Linked DNA regions of Zea mays: region 2 is linked to region 1. A link is a contact called in public Hi-C data. All regions are on one chromosome and are shown on one strand. The core of a region is the stretch at or near the end of the contact, and the rest is flanking DNA. Distances in the headings are between cores, read along the strand shown. Region 1 holds the start of LOC100272847. Region 2 holds the start of LOC103635678 (pyruvate, phosphate dikinase 2-like).

Region 1 (4,794 bases), core at 2,122-4,621:
GAAAATGCTTCGCAAAATCTTATTCATTTACCTTTGACAATTTGCAAAAGAACTTTGAAAAGGATTTACAAAAGAATTTGCAAAAACAAAACATATGGTGCAAGCGTGGTCCAAAATATCAAAAATAAAGAAACAATCCATGCATATCTTATAAGTATTTATATTGGCTCAATTCCAAGCAACCTTTGCACTTACATTATGCAAACTAGTTCAATTATGCACTTCTACACTTGCTTTGGTTTGTGTTGGCATCAATCACCAAAAAGGGGGAGATTGAAAGGGAATTAGGCTTACACCTATTTCCTAAAAGATTTTGGTGGTTGAATTGCCCAACACAAATAATTGGACTAACTAGTTTGCTCTAGTCTATAAGTTATACAGGTGCCAAAGGTTCACACTAAGCCAATAAAAAGACCAAGAAATGGGTTCAACAAATAGAGCAAGGGACAACCGAAGTGTGCCCTGGTCTGGCGCACCGGACTGTCCGGTGTGCCACCGGACAGTGTCCGGTGCACCAGGGCACTCGAGGCTGAACTCCTCACCTTCGGAAAAACGCAGAGGCGCTCCGCTATAATTCACCGGACTGTCCGGTGTACCACCGGACAGTGTCCGGTGCCCTAGGGGAGAGCGACTCTGAACTCGCCAGCTTCGGATTTCTGCTCCGCTATAATTCACTGGACATGTCCTGTGCACATCGGACTGTCCGGTGATCCAGCGGAGCAACGGCTACTTCGCGCCAACGGTCGACTGCAACACATTTAATGCGCGCCAGCGCGCGCAGAGGAGCAGAGCACGCGCGGGTGGCACACCGGACAGTCTACAGGACTTGTCCGGTGCACCACCGGACAGCCAGGCGGGCCCACATGTCAGAGCTCCAACGGTCGGAACCCAACGACCTGGTGACGTGGCTGGCGCACCGGACAGTGTCCGGTGGCGCACCGGACTGTCTGGTGCGCCATGCGACAGCAGCCTCCACCAAACGGCTAGTTTGGTGGTTGGGGTTATAAATACCCCCAACCACCCCACATTCAAGTCATCCAAGTTTTCCCACTTCAACTACTTACAAGAGCTCTAGCATTCAATTCTAGACACACCCAAGTGATCAAATTCTCTCCGAATTCCACACAAGGCTTTAGTGATTAGTGAGAGAGATTTGCTTGTGTTCTTTCGAGCTCTTGCGCTTGGATTGCTTCTTTCTTTCGTTCTTACTTGCGAACAACTCAATTGTAACCGAGGCAAGAGACACCAATTGTGTGGTGGTCCTTGCGGGGAAGTTTGTTCCCGTTTGATTGAGAAGAAGAAGCTCACTCGGTCCGAGGGACCGTTTGAGAGAGGGAAAGGGTTGAAAGAGACACGGTCTTTGTGACCACCTCAACGGGGAGTAGGTTTGCAAGAACCGAACCTCGGTAAAACAAATCCGCGTGTCACACTCTTTATTTGCTTGCGATTTGTTTTGCACCCTCTCTCTCGGACTTGATTATATTTCTAACGCTAACCCGGCTTGTAGTTGTGATTAAGTTTGTAAATTTTAGATTCGCCCTATTCACCCCCCCTCTAGGTGACTTTCACTTATGCACATGTAATACATGAATTCTAGAGCAAACTAGTTAGTCCATATGTTTGTGTTGGACATTCAACCACCAAAATTAATTGTAGGAAAAAGGTTAACCCTATTTCCCTTTCAAAAGGTTTCATCGAAATCCAAACCTTTGACTTGTGAGTACCCCTTGGCCACAAGTCGAGCATTGTTCCTTGTCACCACACCATGCTCATCCTATTTGTTGCGGAAGACCCATTTGGTTCCTGCAACATTTTGGTTAGGACGTGGAACTAAGTGAAAAACCTCATTCCTCTTGAAATTGTTGAGCTCCTCTTGCATTGCTACCACCCAGTCTAGATTTATAAGTACATCTTCAATCATCAAAGGCTCAATAGAATACACAAAAGAGTAATTTTTGTAAAAATTAGCAATTCAAGAGTGAGTGGTTACCCCTTTTGGATATCACCGAGAATTGAGTCGATAGGATGGTCTATTTAAATTGCTTGATGAACTCTTAGGTGTGGTAGTCTTTGAGCATGAATTTCCAGTTCATCCTCCTCCTCTTGCTCTTCTTCTTCATATCCCCTTGATCCATGCCACCATCTTGACCTTGCTCATTGTATTGAACTTGATCACCATCATCTTGAGCTTGCTCTTCATCCTAAGTTGGAGGAGATGCTTGAATGGAGGATGAAGGTTGACATGTTCCTTAGCGCGGTGCATGGGGCCTCCTCGTCATCTAGCTCATCAACATAAACTTTCTCTACTTGAGAGCCATTAGTCTAATCAAACGCAACGTCACACGAAACTTCAATTAATCTAATGGACTTGTTGAATACTCGGTATGCCCTTGTGTTTGAGTCATAACCAAGTAAAAAGCCTTCTACTGCTTTAGCATAAAATTTAGAATTTCTACCTCTTTTGACAAGAATTAATCATTAAATCCCAAAGATTCTAAAGTATGAAATATTGGACTTTTTACTGGTAAGGAGTTCGTAGGATGCCTTCTTGAGGATTTGGTGAAGGTAGAGTCAGTTGATGGCCTAAGAAGCGGTGTTGATTGCCTCCACCCAACACCGATCTGAAATCTTGTACTCCTCAAGCACGGTCCTCGTCATATCCATAAGATTTTTATTCTTTCTCTCTACAACACCATTTTGCTATGGTGCATAGTTTGAAGAGAACTCATTCTTGATTCCCTCCTACTCGAGAAAGCCTTCAATTTACGTATTTTTGAACTCCGTCACATTGTCGCTTCAGATATTTAATATGACATCTGTATTAAAAATATAAATTTACCACCTATCCATCCTACTCTACCTTTATTTATGTTTATGTGTCTATTACATTTTTATTATAAAATGTATATTAGGAATATATATATAAAATAGAAATGGTTTTGTTAGAAAAAAAAAGAAATAGAGTACCTCCACTCTTCACATCTCCCGAGGAGTCCCGGATCCTGTGTATCCAAAGTGTCCAATCACCAACCAGAATAAGCCACCCAATGCCACAAGCCCACAAACAATGCACTACGCTGCTTCCCAACCAGAGAGACGGCGAACAGCACCCGCACTCCGATCCACATGTGCATTGCCAATCGCGCGCCCTTCGCCTACGCCACAGCCCACAGGCCACAGCCAACAGCCGAGGCCGAAGCCGAGGCCGCCCGCGCCGCGCCGTGCCAACGCCTTCGCCTTCCCTGATGACCAGACGCGCACCGGCGCCTTCCCACGTCTGCACAGCGCCCACCGACAGCGACGCGGGCGCAATCCTCCAAAGTCCAAAGTCCAAACCCGTGGCGCGGGGCAGCCGAGCAGGGCGCGCCTCCGCCACCACAAAGAGACTTCGCGCCACACTAGCCTAATCCCCGCGCTGGCCCCTGGCGGGCAGATAACGGTCGCGGCACGGAAAGGGCGAGAGAGAAGGGCGCCAGAGCACTAGTACAGGAGGCGCGGAGCAGGAGGAAACACATGGCAGATGAAGGCGAGGAGGGGGTGCCGCCGGCCGCGATGGTGGGGGAGGCGCCAACCGAGGACTTTGGGCTGCCCGCTGAGCTGATGGCCGTGCTACCATCGGACCCGTTCGCTCAGCTGGACGTGGCGCGCAAGATCACCTCCATCGCGCTCTCGCACCGCCTCGGCCGCCTCGAGGCCGAGGCGGCGCGCCTGCGCTCGCAGCTCGCCGAGCGCGACGCCGAGGCCGAGGAGCTCCGCGAGCGCGTCGAGAAGCTCGACTCCGCGCTCGCCGTCGCCACCGGCCGCCTCCGCCGCGCTGAGGAGGAAAAGGTAATCACTAGTCAGTTTACTAGGCTCTGTTCGAGTGGCTGAGCTGTGCTTTCCGTGGCTGAGCTGTGCTTTCCGTGGAATGGTGGCTTCGTTCGGTCCCACTTGTCTGCGACTCTGGTCCCGCGACGCTTGCACCTGAAGTCACCACTATTCCAGCAATGTAGTGTAGCTGCGTGATATATGCTGCGCAATTTGGGCAACCGAAATTACTTGACAGTCGAATGCTTCTTCATGTTGTGATGTGATCGTGGACGATGGACGCACAGGAGACACTGCTGCGGGACAACTCTGCGCTGTCCAACACCGTTAGGAAGCTGAACAGAGATGTCGCCAAGGTACCAAAACACTATTGCCTTGCACTTAGGGAAGAACTTGATAGATTAGTTTGGAACAATTATGTAGCAATCTCATCATAATTTCAAACTGAACTTTGTAGTCCTTAACATTACAATGCAAAGAAAAAAAAAGAAAAAAAGAATGGCAACGGGAAAGGAAAATGTTAACCTGTACATAAGCCTTGATTGCTATAAATTCTAAACTTCATTATTAGTTGTGTACCTTACTGCCTATATTCTACCTTGTTGTGCAGTTGGAAGTTTTCAAAAAGACACTTGTGCAGTCGCTCCAGGAAGATGACAGCAGTGATGTAAGTCTGGAATTAATTCAGGCTGTGTCTTGTTAACTCGTTAACCCCCAAAAAAATGACTAGCATTTCAACTCTTCCCTTGTTTGTATTTGTACCTGAACTGATAGCGATTTCTCTTTTTAAATTACTTTTCCATAGAATACTGCTCCCAGGGCAAGCGTTGCAGCAACTTCAAACTTCTCTGCGCCATCAGGTACTACACTATTCTCGTGGTCCTTGTGCTTGGTCCACGTTATTCTAGCTCCCTAGGGTAATGTTGACTGTCAGTTTTTTTTGTCAGATGAAGATTCTGCATTTCCAACTTCCAAATCATCACAGAT
Region 2 (4,959 bases), core at 1,174-3,673, 270 kb before region 1:
TTACCAGAATAACTGATTTCCCTTGGGAATGCCATGTTTCAGCGTCCTCAGCAGTGAATACAACCTGGCCCACAGCGGCCCCAGGTGACGCCGGTAGGCCCGTGGCAATGACTTGGTCCTTGTACGCCGATGGGTTCTCAAACTGGGTTTTCCACAAGAGAAGAAGAACAAAAAAAAAGGTATCAATGCATGTCAACTGCTTAATGGTTAATACTACTGATTTGATAAGTCGTCCATATCCATATATATATGCATGGTTCTTGACGATTACCTGAGGATGGAGAAGCTGGTCCAGGTGGCCTGGCTCTACCATCTTGATCGCCGCACGGCGCTCAACAAGGCCCTCGTTAACCATGTCCACGGCGATCTTTACGGCGCTTTTGCCCGTACGTTTCCCTGTCCTGCACTGCAACATCCACAGCCTGCTCTCCTGAACAGTAAATTCGATGTCCTGCATCACACACATCAATAGAAACAAGTCAACCTGAGTTCATATGATGCAGAGGGATGGTGTGGTACTTAAAGGGGGGGGGGGGGGGGGGGGGGGGGGGGTGAAAAGCTAATTAATGTACGTGCCTGCATTTCTTTATAGTGGCTCTCCAGTATCCTGCAGTTCTCGACTAGCTCTTTGTAGGCCTGTGGCATAACGTCCTTCATGGCATCAAGATCCTCCGGGGTTCTGATTCCAGCAACCACATCCTCGCCCTGAATATATAGTAGGGAAACAGAATAATATATTTCACATGTAAGCTAATACACTCCACAGCATCTTTAACAGGGGAGAGCAATGCAATGGAAGCCTGAGGTCACATACACACACACCTGAGCATTCACCAGGAACTCGCCGTACAGCTTCTTCTCTCCGGTGTTGGGGTTCCTAGTGAAGAGCACGCCGGTGCCAGAGGTGTTCCCCATGTTGCCGAACACCATGCACTGCACGTTCACGGCGGTGCCTCTGAGGCCGGTGATCTGGTTGATGCTCCTGTACTTCTTTGCCCTCGGGCTCTCCCACGAGTCGAACACGGCCAGCACTGCCAACTCCAGCTGCCTCTTGGGGTCTGCAGCAGGGAGCTTCAGTGTGTCAGGTCGCTGGGTGACTGAGGATATGCATGGAATTAATGGAACACACACACACACACACTGCACCTGAGGGGAATGGCTCTCCCTTAGCCTCCACGTAGACGTTCTTGTACTGGCTCACCAGCTCTTTGAGGTCGGTGGCGGTGAGGTCGGTGTCGTTCTTCAGCCCCTTGGCTTTCTTCATGGCTTCAAGCTTCTCTTCGAACAGCGCGTGGGGGATGTCCATCACCTGGTGTGGTAAGTAAATAAAAAAGGATCCGATAAGAAAATCTGATGTGTTTTCACTCTGCGGTGGCCGGTGGTGGGATCGATTGTGTGTTTCCTCCAGTCCGACAAACCAAGTTTAACGACGTGGGCTCCAAAATCTGACAAGGACGTCTACGTGAATTCTGCCTCTTGGGTTCTGACCTGACGAAACTATGCCCACCTTTTAATTTGTTTTGTTTTTACCTCACCGATGGCGATTTGCGTCTGTGTGACAGAAACATGTTCGTTCGTTCCTCAGGTAATGGAACTGTTAAAGTCGTTTAGTTTTTATATATATGAAGTTTATAAAAAATAATAGTAAAAACCAGCCACGTTCGTTTAGCCCAAGGGAAAGCGGCTGGCCACATACCCTGGTCTATAGCTAGCAATTAGCAAACAGACAAAGAAAAAAAAAGAACTCCAGCCTTGGTGGACCGATCAGGTTGGAGGGAGCTAGGAGTAGAATACTAGTTAGTACTCACGACGTTGCCGAACATGTCGAGGAAGCGGCGGAAGGAGTCGTAGGCGAAGCGGTCCCCGCTCTTGGCCGCCAGCCCGGCTGCCACTTGGTCGTTGAGCCCCAGGTTGAGCACCGTGTCCATCATCCCGGGCATGGACACCGCGGCGCCGGAGCGGACGGAGAGCAGGAGCGGGCGCCGCGGGTCGCCGAGGGCGGCGCCCATGTACTCCTCCACCCACCGCAGGCCGTCGAGGACCTCCGCCCAGAGCCCCGGCGGGAGGGCGCGCCCGGCCTCCTGGTACTGCTGGCACGCCTCCGTCGACACCGTGAACCCCGGCGGCACCGACAGCCCGATGCTCGCCATCTCCGCCAGGTTCGCGCCCTTGCCGCCCAGCTGCATGTACGTAGTAGTAGTATTCATCATCAGCGTGCATACATATGCATACATGCAGTAGCAAAGCAAGCGAATTGAATACAGAAGAAGGACCCTCTCACCAGCTCCTTCATGTTCTTGTTGCCCTCGCTCTTGCCCTTGCCGAAGTGGAACACCCTCTGCGACGAACGGCCACATGGAGCGGGCGCCATTAGCACGGCAAAGCAAAGCAAACAACACTGATCAGTGACAAGATACAACAACGGGCGCTGTGGCTGATGACGAAGCAGCAGGGCCTGCGCCGGGCTCTATTTATAGCAGCGGCAGTAGGCAGTAGGCAGCCGGCCCCGCGCTCGTGTCTGATGATGTGACACTGACAGGCGGGAGCCCAAATCATGCAAGCATGTACGTACGCAACACTTTTTTTTATTTTTTATTTTTCACAAACCCAGGGGAAGCCCCTGGTATATATAAAAAACAAATAAAATAGGCGAAGAAGCGTTCGGGCACAAAATCGGTTGGGCAAAAATCCATGCTCGGATGGGCTTTTACACGTACGCACCCAGCTAACCGGATGCATATCCGGACGCCCGGTAACCTCACCCCGCGTCACTGCCACTGCCTCGCCCCTAGTGCCCCCCTCCCTTTCTGTTTCGTCGATGCAATGTGTGCGTGCGTGTGTTGCTTGCCTTCGTGAACAGATGCAATGTGTGCGTGGCTGTGGTTGTCAGTCTACCAAGCCGCTTCAAAAGCATAGATACACACGGGTAATAAATATTTTAACAAATAGCTTGTGATCGAGTGTAAGAAGATTGGTAATCTACTAATGCGAAATTAGCGTGAGCGTCGTCTTCTATCTTGAGGAGCAAAATTAGCATGCATTTCTGCCATCTATATAATGGCATCAAGGATGTTTTGCCTCATGCAGGTAGGCTCTCGATCGGTCAATGAAGCTAGAGAAGCGCTAACTGAAGCTTGAGTACTGGTCAGTAAATGCATGGCCTGCCAAGGCCCAACCCTGGTTACCATACCTGGTGTGCATCCAGCCAGAGAAAGAAAGAAAAAAGAAAAGAAAAACTGAAAACTGATGAATTGCTCACGCTGGCTGCTAGCGTCCGTCCAAGCGCCGCTTCTGTGTGTGACTCACGCTGTCGTGTCAGCCGCACGCATGCGTGACGCGCGGTACGCGCGCAGGCGCAGACGCAGACGCAGACGCAGACGCAGACGCAGACGCAGACGCGGCGCGCGCTTTCTGTTTCAGAAGGACGACGACGCCGCGTCGTCGTTGGTCGCTTGCTCGAGTAGTCGAGTGCTCTCGGACGACGATGGAAGGCTAGTTGAATAGTTAGTTGATCGATCAGTAGAGCTTGTTAGAAATCTCCTCTTTTTTTTTATTCGTCGATCGTATCAGTAGCCTCGGACGATGGGATCGAAACTTAGGCGTTATTTGTTTCGAATTATAATCTCTCTAAATTATATAATCCAGCACAAATAATCTAATAGGTAAACAAGCACATATATTATGAGTTCATATTATATAATCTAAAGTCTAGATTATGATAATCTCATAATCTCCTCAAGAGTAGCTTATTTGAGATTATTTTGACAAAATACCCACTTAAATAGAAATTATAATATATGTTATCCTTCTTTTCTCACCTCAAATAAACAAACAAGGATATTATTGTCTTTATGAATAGTCTATATTCAGTGGCGGACCCAGCTACTATATTTAGGGTGTGCCAAGAAAAAAAAATTAAAAAAACAAACAAAAAATAAGGATCAACAAGACTCGAACCTTGACCACCAAGTTTAAAATATAGCACTTACACCACTATGCTAACTACACTTTGATTTTAGGATGTGCCGTGGACCATATGGACCACCCGCTGGGTCCGCCCCTGTCTATATTTATATAATCTAGACTACTAAACAACTACATATAAATTATAATATGTCTAGATTATAATCTAGATTATATAATTTAGATTATAATCCAGATTATATAATCTATAAGCTGAAACAAATAGATCCTTAACTACACGCCCTAGATGCAGGCAAGGACCATTATTTTCCCCCCTTCTAGTATATTTTAATTATACCGTCTTTTCTCATCAGGACTCAGGCGGAGCGTGCATACGTGCGATCCGATCGTGTCTTGACTTGTGCAACGTCACTTGAGTTATGCGAGTAGCTGGACAGCAATAGATATGAGAGGGAAAAACGGTTCTTTTGGAAGTAGAGTAGTTGTTTGGTTGGTAGTACGTAGTAGCAGTCGTATATGTGTGTGTGGCGACTATCACCTACTAGTAGGTTAAAGCTGTTTCCGGTTCAAATTCATACAGTTGTCGTATGTCCTAGAATTCAGGAAAACGGGTTTTTAGAAAACAGGTCCTACAAGCTCGTTTGGTTAGGAGAAGATTAAATCATTTGTGGTTAGTTTGGAAACTACATTTTCCCATGGTATTTCTGTTTACACATGGAAAAATGAACTAATTTTCCTTAGGAAAATGGAAATCCTTTGAAAAAATGTGGTTTCTAAACTAGCCTTTGCTGGTCAAAATTAAGTGGAGAATGATTTAATTCTCCTCAATCCCATGCAAATGGAAAAAGTCTAAGAAATTCCTCTGTTAGGGGATAGAGATATGTAGAATTTAATCCCTAGGAGTTTGAAACGGGAAAAAAATTACTCTTTATTTGGGTTCGTGAGGATGGGATAGGGAACCGTCACCATTTCACGTTCCCAACGTACTCGTCATCATGCGAACTTACATTCATCTAAATTAGTCTCTTAACATAT

The links. Hi-C and Micro-C count contacts between places; a contact is called where the count stands out from the background.
Region 2: a Hi-C map of ear shows a contact between it and region 1, with 2.4 times the contacts expected there. The contact joins the promoter of LOC103635678 here to the promoter of LOC100272847 in region 1. A contact is called at or near these places in 3 of 25 Hi-C or Micro-C datasets (bundle sheath, ear and tassel).

The regions. Positions count from the first base shown.
Region 1 is chr8:109,048,125-109,052,918 of Zm-B73-REFERENCE-NAM-5.0, reverse strand. LOC100272847 reads left to right here and starts at 3,371. Exons shown (of 9, transcript NM_001147300.1): 1 at 3,371-3,828; 2 at 4,095-4,163; 3 at 4,418-4,474; 4 at 4,613-4,667; 5 at 4,755-4,794. The coding sequence starts at 3,514.
Region 2 is chr8:109,316,731-109,321,689 of Zm-B73-REFERENCE-NAM-5.0, reverse strand. It overlaps LOC103635678 (pyruvate, phosphate dikinase 2-like), which reads right to left and starts at 2,423. Exons shown (of 18, transcript NM_001358399.1): 1 at 2,282-2,423; 2 at 1,809-2,180; 3 at 1,147-1,309; 4 at 823-1,058; 5 at 577-705; 6 at 272-451; 7 at 5-142. The coding sequence starts at 2,371.